Linked DNA regions of Cricetulus griseus: region 2 is linked to region 1. Evidence: chromatin contacts called from public Micro-C data. All regions are on one chromosome and are shown on one strand. The core of a region is the stretch at or near the end of the contact, and the rest is flanking DNA. Distances in the headings are between cores, read along the strand shown. Region 1 holds the start of Myh9 (myosin-9). Region 2 has its middle 17 kb from the start of Txn2.

Region 1 (3,206 bases), core at 137-2,636:
GTTACTTTGAAATCTTGCTAAATCCAGAAAAACCGCTCAGAGAACGAGAAGCCACTGGACCTCTCTACTGCCCAGCAGAAGTAGCCTCCGGGTCTCCAACACCTGGTACTTTCCAGAAACCTTTTCCCTAACACCAATGGGTGGGGCCTCAGGCACCCGCCCGGGCCCACCCTACCCTCAATTTCACTACTGGCCGCAAGCAAGTCCTGGAGGGTTCAGACTCCGTTGCCTGTGAGGGATGAGGACCAAGAGGAGCGGCGTGCAGTTATGCCCTGGGCGTGGCTCCAGGACAGGATGGGGTGAGGACCCTAGCACAGGGAAGTGGGGGATAGCTTCAAAACTCCACCTCTAACCCTAACATAAAAGATGCAGTAGCCCGGCCTGGTCCTAAAGTCAGGGCCAGCTCCCAGACACTGGTCCGGGCGTGGCATCTCTGGGTGCAGTGGAATCAGGTGCACGCCTGGGCCGCCCGACGGCTGAGGGCAGACCCAGGCCTTTTACCTTCGGGCAACAAAATCCCAAATTCGTTAGAGGACAGACGGGGGTCTTTCCGGCGCCCTGGGTCCCGCGGCAGCCGGCTCCCCTTTTCCCACGCACCCAGAGCACCCCTCCCCGCCCCCTCCGGTCCTCAGGACTGCCAGGCGAATGAGGAAGTCCGTTGCATAGGGCGGAAACGGAGCCGGGCGCTATGTCTGCGGCGGGACTGACGGATCCTGACTCACAAGGACGCCCTGACAGCTGCCAAACGGTCCCTGGCTGCTCGTTACCTCCCTTTGCAAAACTTACGAGGAGCCGCTGCCCTGAACCTGCACCCTCATCCCCGTGGGCTCCGTCCGCAGCCCCGGGATTGCGGCTTCCCCGAAGGGGTTAAAAAGTTTGCCCGAACCGCCAGTCGGGTAGGCGGGAGCGCACAGGGGGCAGAAGCAGGCCGAGTTCCCAGTACCCCAACCGGGAAGGCTCCCGGCGGGGCGGGGACTGTGTCCCCCCTGGCTCCCTAACCCCGAGGCCTTGCTGCCTAGCGCCCCTCGGGTGAGGATGCGGAGCCCGGTCCCAGGCGTTCACGCCCGACCGCGCCAGAGCCGGCTACGAGAAGGCCGAGAACCACAGGGCCGCCGGCTCCAAACGCCCAGCGTATAGTCGCCACGCGCGCGCGCTCGGCAGCTCCAGGGCGGGACACACCGGCAGGGCTTGCTCACCTGAACCTGGGTCTGCCCGGGGAACAGACGCTGGTTCTTGCGAGAGGACTTTCTCGAGCGCTCGGGCGGCGGGGTGGGGCGAAAGCGAGACTCAAGCTACAGCAGGTCAAGTTCTTGAGCCTTCCGTGCCCTGCCCAGGAACCGCGGTGATCTGCGCGCCTCACCGCACCCAGCTCTTCTGAACGCCGCCCGCCCCGCCCTTCCAGAAGAGGGCGGGTCTGAAGCGCTGCCGCCGGGTCGGGGGCGGAGCTCCCGGGAGCGCCCGCCCCCTCTCCACACCGGCGAATCCGGCAGGAGCCTGGCCTAAACTGACAGATTTTCGGCCTATAAGCAGATAAGGGACGAATGCCAGCATAGAGGGATTCATCCTCCCCACCTCCGCCCACCCCACCTTCCTCGCGCTTCCTAGGCGGGAGCCCCGCCTCGTGGGGCGGATCCAATGGACAGCCAGGTTACAGGACGAGGATTGACGTGAACTACATCCAATCAAAAGTGGATGGCTCCGGCGCGCTGGGTTCCCGGTCCCGGCTCGGATGCGCAGCTTGGGCCGGGCCGAGGCGGGCAGGAGCGTGCTGGGAAGGTCTGAGGCTCTGACACTCCGCCCCGCCAGCCGTGTTTTCCCTTCGTCCTGTCCTACCAGGAGAACAGATATTAAGTACCATATATGGGAAAAGTGGTATTTTACATAATTATGATGGCTGTGGGGGCGGGTATGGCTTCAACCCTGCATTCCGTGTGGGCGTCCTGAGTTCGATTTTGGAGCCTGCTCACGGCAGTCCTCCAACCTCTGAACCTTTGCTTTGGCGGGTCCCGCTGCTTGGAATGCGATCTGAGCCGCGCTTTACCTCTGAGTAATTAACTCCGACACATCCTCTGAGATATTTGTCGCTAAGTTATTTTAAGGGTATATTGCATTGATTTTAGTTACTAACCATGAGAGGATTTTTTTTTCCGCACGTCTCATTTAATCCATCAACAATCTATCCGCACATTATTTTCAGCCCCGATTGTAGGTACCACTATCACCATATCCGTTTTCGAGTTGTGTTCATTGATCCGTATGGTCGATCCTGCAGTACCTCCTCAGTCAGTGGGGATAGCTTTTAATCACGTTGAGAGAGCAAATTTCTCGTCATTGCTCTTAACTGTTGAACTGTTCTTGCTAACACAGCTAAAACAATCTTTCCAAATGAACTTCAGGGGAAACTTACATTCTAAAGACAAAAGACAGCTTTAAAAAAAATTGCAGCCCAGATGATAAATTATTATTACCAACACGCATTAAAGATTGCTTCCTAGTTGATAAGCAAAATCCAAATGCTCCAAAAGGAAAATGGCTGAAAACAGCCAGGATTAGTGGGTGGCACACCAGAACTCAAGAGAATGAGGTAGGATGAAGACAATTCAAGACCAGCTTGAACTACACAGACAAGCAGTTCAAATGTGTGAAATAAACAGCCAATAATTACTTTTAAAAAAAATAGCCAGGCATTGGTGGTGCCGCCTTTAATCTCAGCACTCAGGAGGCAGAGGCAGGCAAGATCTCTGGGAGTTCGAGACCAGCCTGGTCTACAAGAGCTAGTTCCAGGACAGCCTCCAAAGCCACAGAGAAACCCTACGTAAAAACAACCCCCTCCCCCAAAACAAAAGAGGCTAGGAATATAGTTCATTGATAGAATATTCACCAGGCATGAGTAAGGCCTGGGTTCAATTATCAGTAACACACACATCCACACACACTCACATCTTACTAAGGAAAGGACAGACTTTAAAAGAGAAATGCATCATCATCAGGCATGACTTTAATCCTGGCACTCAGGAGGCAGAGGCAGGTGGATCTCTGTGAGTTCGAAGCCAGCCTGGAGTACAAAGTGAGTTCCAGGACAGCCAGGGTTGTTACACAGAGAAAACCCTGTCTTGAGAAAGAGAGAGAGAGAGAAGTACATCATTAATTATCACACACACACACAAAAAAAAAAATACACTTGAAAACAGTAGGGAAGCCTGGCT
Region 2 (3,058 bases), core at 514-3,013, 64 kb after region 1:
GTTCTGACCTATGTCTTTATAAGAAATTTGATCTGGCAGCCGTGGCATTCACCTATAATTCCAACACTCAGGAGGCAGAGATAGGGGGATCATGAATTCCAGACCAGGCCTGGGCTACATATTGAGACTCTGTGTCAAAGAAAAAAACAAAACAAGAACCAGGTGTTGTGAGGTGTGGTGGCTCCACACCTGTAACCCCAGCACTCCTGGGGCAGAGGCAGGAGGATTACAAGGTTGAGGCTAGCTTAGGCTATAGTGAGACCTTGCCTCAAAAAGCCAAAAGAGGATATTGGAGTTCCTTTAGTGGTTAAGAGTGGTTCACAGTCTTGAGACCCAGAATTCTGATCCTGGCTTTCAGGTAATAAGCTGGGTGTTCATCACAGGCCTGCAACCTCAGCTTTGGGCAGGGAGAGTCGGGGAGATCAATCACTAGGGCTTGCTGATAGAGGAGGATAGTTGGTGTCCTCTTCTCACCTCTACACATGCATAGGTCCAAGCACGCGCGCACAGAGAGAGAGAGAGAGAGAGAGAGAGAGAGAGAGAGAGAGTAAATAAATCAAGAGAGAAATAAGGAAGAAAGGAAGGAAGAAAGGAGGGAAGAAAGTAATCTGAGCATGGTTATGAATGCCTTTAACTCCAGCACTCGGGAGGTGAAGGTGAAGGTAGGAGAATCTCTGTGAGTTCAAGACCTGCTGACTTGTTACAAAGCCAAGTTCCAGGACAGTCACAAAGTCAGACTCTTCTGTTTCAAAACAAAAGTCAAAACAAACCGACCCCCCCCCAAAAAAAAAACAAATAAAACACAAAAATAGAAGAAATGGATATACAAGGAAGCAGTAGAGGTGTGTGAAAAAAATCTACATGGGGGCATAGCAAGAAGGCAGACATAGAGCCGGCGGTGGTGCCACACGCCTTTAATCCCAGCAGGTGGATGGATCTCTGTGAGTCCCAGGTCAGCCTGGTCTACAGAGTTAGTTCCAGGAACAGCCAGGACTATTACACAGAAAAACCCTGTCTTGAAAAAACAACAAAACAAAAACAAAAACAAAAAAAGGCAGTTATATAACAGGCTAAGGACAGAGACCTCAGAAACAATCAACCCTACCTTCTTGGGGAGGGTCCACTCAACTCCCATCCCTCCTAGGAGCACTCTTTCTCTCTCTCTCTCTCTCTCTCTCTCTCTCTCTCTCTCTCTCTCTCTCTCCCCCTCCATTTTTTTCTACACAGGGTTTCTCTGTATAAGCTATGGCTGTCCTGGAACTCACTCTGTAGTCCAGGCTGGCCTCAAACTCGAAGAGATCTGCTTGCCTCTGCTTTCCGAGTGCTAGGGAAAAGGTGTGCACTACCACTGCCTGGAGGGAGTATGTTTTGTAATTTGTAGCAGGAAGCCCAGGAGTTGCTCACATACCACATCACCTTCCTGGGTTAAGGTCTCCTTGTGTATGAAATAGGAGCAGCAGTTTTGAGTTCAGGTGGATGTGGTAAGATCATAGGGGAGGGCTAGAGGTTTTGGGCACCAAGGGACCCACAGGAGGCTGAGGAAGGCAGTGGGTCAGGGAAGACATTCATTTGCCACTCGTGTTTACCCGGCGGGCTGGCTGCAGGTAGGGTTCTGACACACCCCCAGGCAGTAACCAGCAGCTGTGAAGCTAGGGTGTCCTGGCTCCTAAGAGAAGCTCCCACTGGGTGCCAACAGAGGCAGTAGAATTGGCAGGGGGTGTGTCAAGTTGAGGGCTCTGGGAGAATTCCACTGAGCATTCTCCAGCGGTGAGGTCACCTCTGACTCTCCAGGGCTGCTGAGTGCAGAGCAGGAGGAGGCAGTGTCAGAGGTCATAGGTCAGGGCGGACACAAGGCCCAATGGAAGCCCCATCTGCCTGGTCTAGGAGGGAAGCAGGTTAGATCATTGAGAGCCAGGGAGGGGAAAGTTTACCTAACACTTCTTAAATTCTCACTGAGTGATGAGTGTTTAAATCTGCTATGCCCCCTAATCCTACCCAGGACCTCAATCAGCACTGCTACAGCCCCAATTTCAGGGGGTGGGAGGTGCATTTGGGGTACAACATGGTGAAAACAGCCCCAGAGGGAAAGCAATCTGGCTGGCAGATAAGACACAGACTTTGGAATCTGCCATCCGAGAGTGCTCATCCCAGCTCTGGCGTTTACTTGTGTCATGCTACCCTCTGGGATCCTCAGTTTACTTTGTGTGTAAAATGACAATAACAATAGTCCCGGTCACTGAAGGTTATTGTGAGGACTGGGTAAGACGATACTGGCCATATCACTCAGGGAGTGTGGGTCATCATCATCACTCCCATTTTTTTGGATGCAAACTGATCAGCTAATGGGAAACTGACTGGTGTAAGGCTGTTCCACTACACAGGTACAATGGAAGGATTTGAACCCAGACCCAATTCTTCCTGCCACCTGCCAGGAGGTGACACTACCTGGAACAACCATCAGCCTAGACTTTCTGGTCAACCATAGACTCTGGCCTTCAGCTCCTGGCTCGTGGGACTGGGGCTCGGGATTAGACTTGTAGCCTGTGTTCTAGGCATTGGTGAGGAACCACAGCAGAATGCCTGGAAGCCTTGCTTGCTGCCTGGCATCCTGCCCAATGAGGACATGGCCCTGACATTGTTCTCTGGACCCTGCCTGCCAAGGGCCCACAGGTCAGGAATTTCCAAAGCCTGGCCAGATTGTCTTCACTTTCTGGAAAAGCTGAGTAGCCATTGTATGAGGGTGAGCAGGACTTGCTTCCCTGGCCAGGCAGAGACTTCTGGTAAGAGCAACTGTGGCGACACTGTCAACATCTTATTCACTTTCCAGGTTCTGGGCCTGGAGGCCACCTCCATGGAGACACAGTGACCTCCACACTCACCTCGGTACAGTTAAGGGAAAAAGCACTGTTTTAGGGTTGGCAGAAGTCAGGCAGCCAGGATTCAGTCCTAGCCTACCCTTCCCTATGCTCTTAGTGGGGAGGCTGGATGGTAACTGAGTTCCCACCACCATGTGCCCCAACATCAGCTCAGAGATGACATGCAGCCTTCTCTGGGGTAT

What was found. Hi-C and Micro-C count contacts between places; a contact is called where the count stands out from the background.
Region 2: a Micro-C map of the CHO-K1 cell line shows a contact between it and region 1, with 4 times the contacts expected there. The contact joins the enhancer-like site here to the promoter of Myh9 in region 1. A contact is called at or near these places in 3 of 8 Hi-C or Micro-C datasets (the CHO-K1 cell line, fibroblasts and liver).

What each region holds. Positions count from the first base shown.
Region 1 is chr2:374,946,504-374,949,709 of CriGri-PICRH-1.0, forward strand. Myh9 (myosin-9) reads right to left here and starts at 1,387. Exons shown (of 41, transcript XM_027403917.2): 1 at 1,197-1,387.
Region 2 is chr2:375,009,993-375,013,050 of CriGri-PICRH-1.0, forward strand. No RefSeq gene overlaps it. Among named protein-coding and RNA genes, the nearest start is that of Txn2, 17 kb to the right of the region's middle. Within about 2 kb of position 1,764, at least 1 of the 6 cell types and tissues checked has open chromatin away from gene starts, as enhancers often do. A contact at or near this core is called in the CHO-K1 cell line, where this site is marked.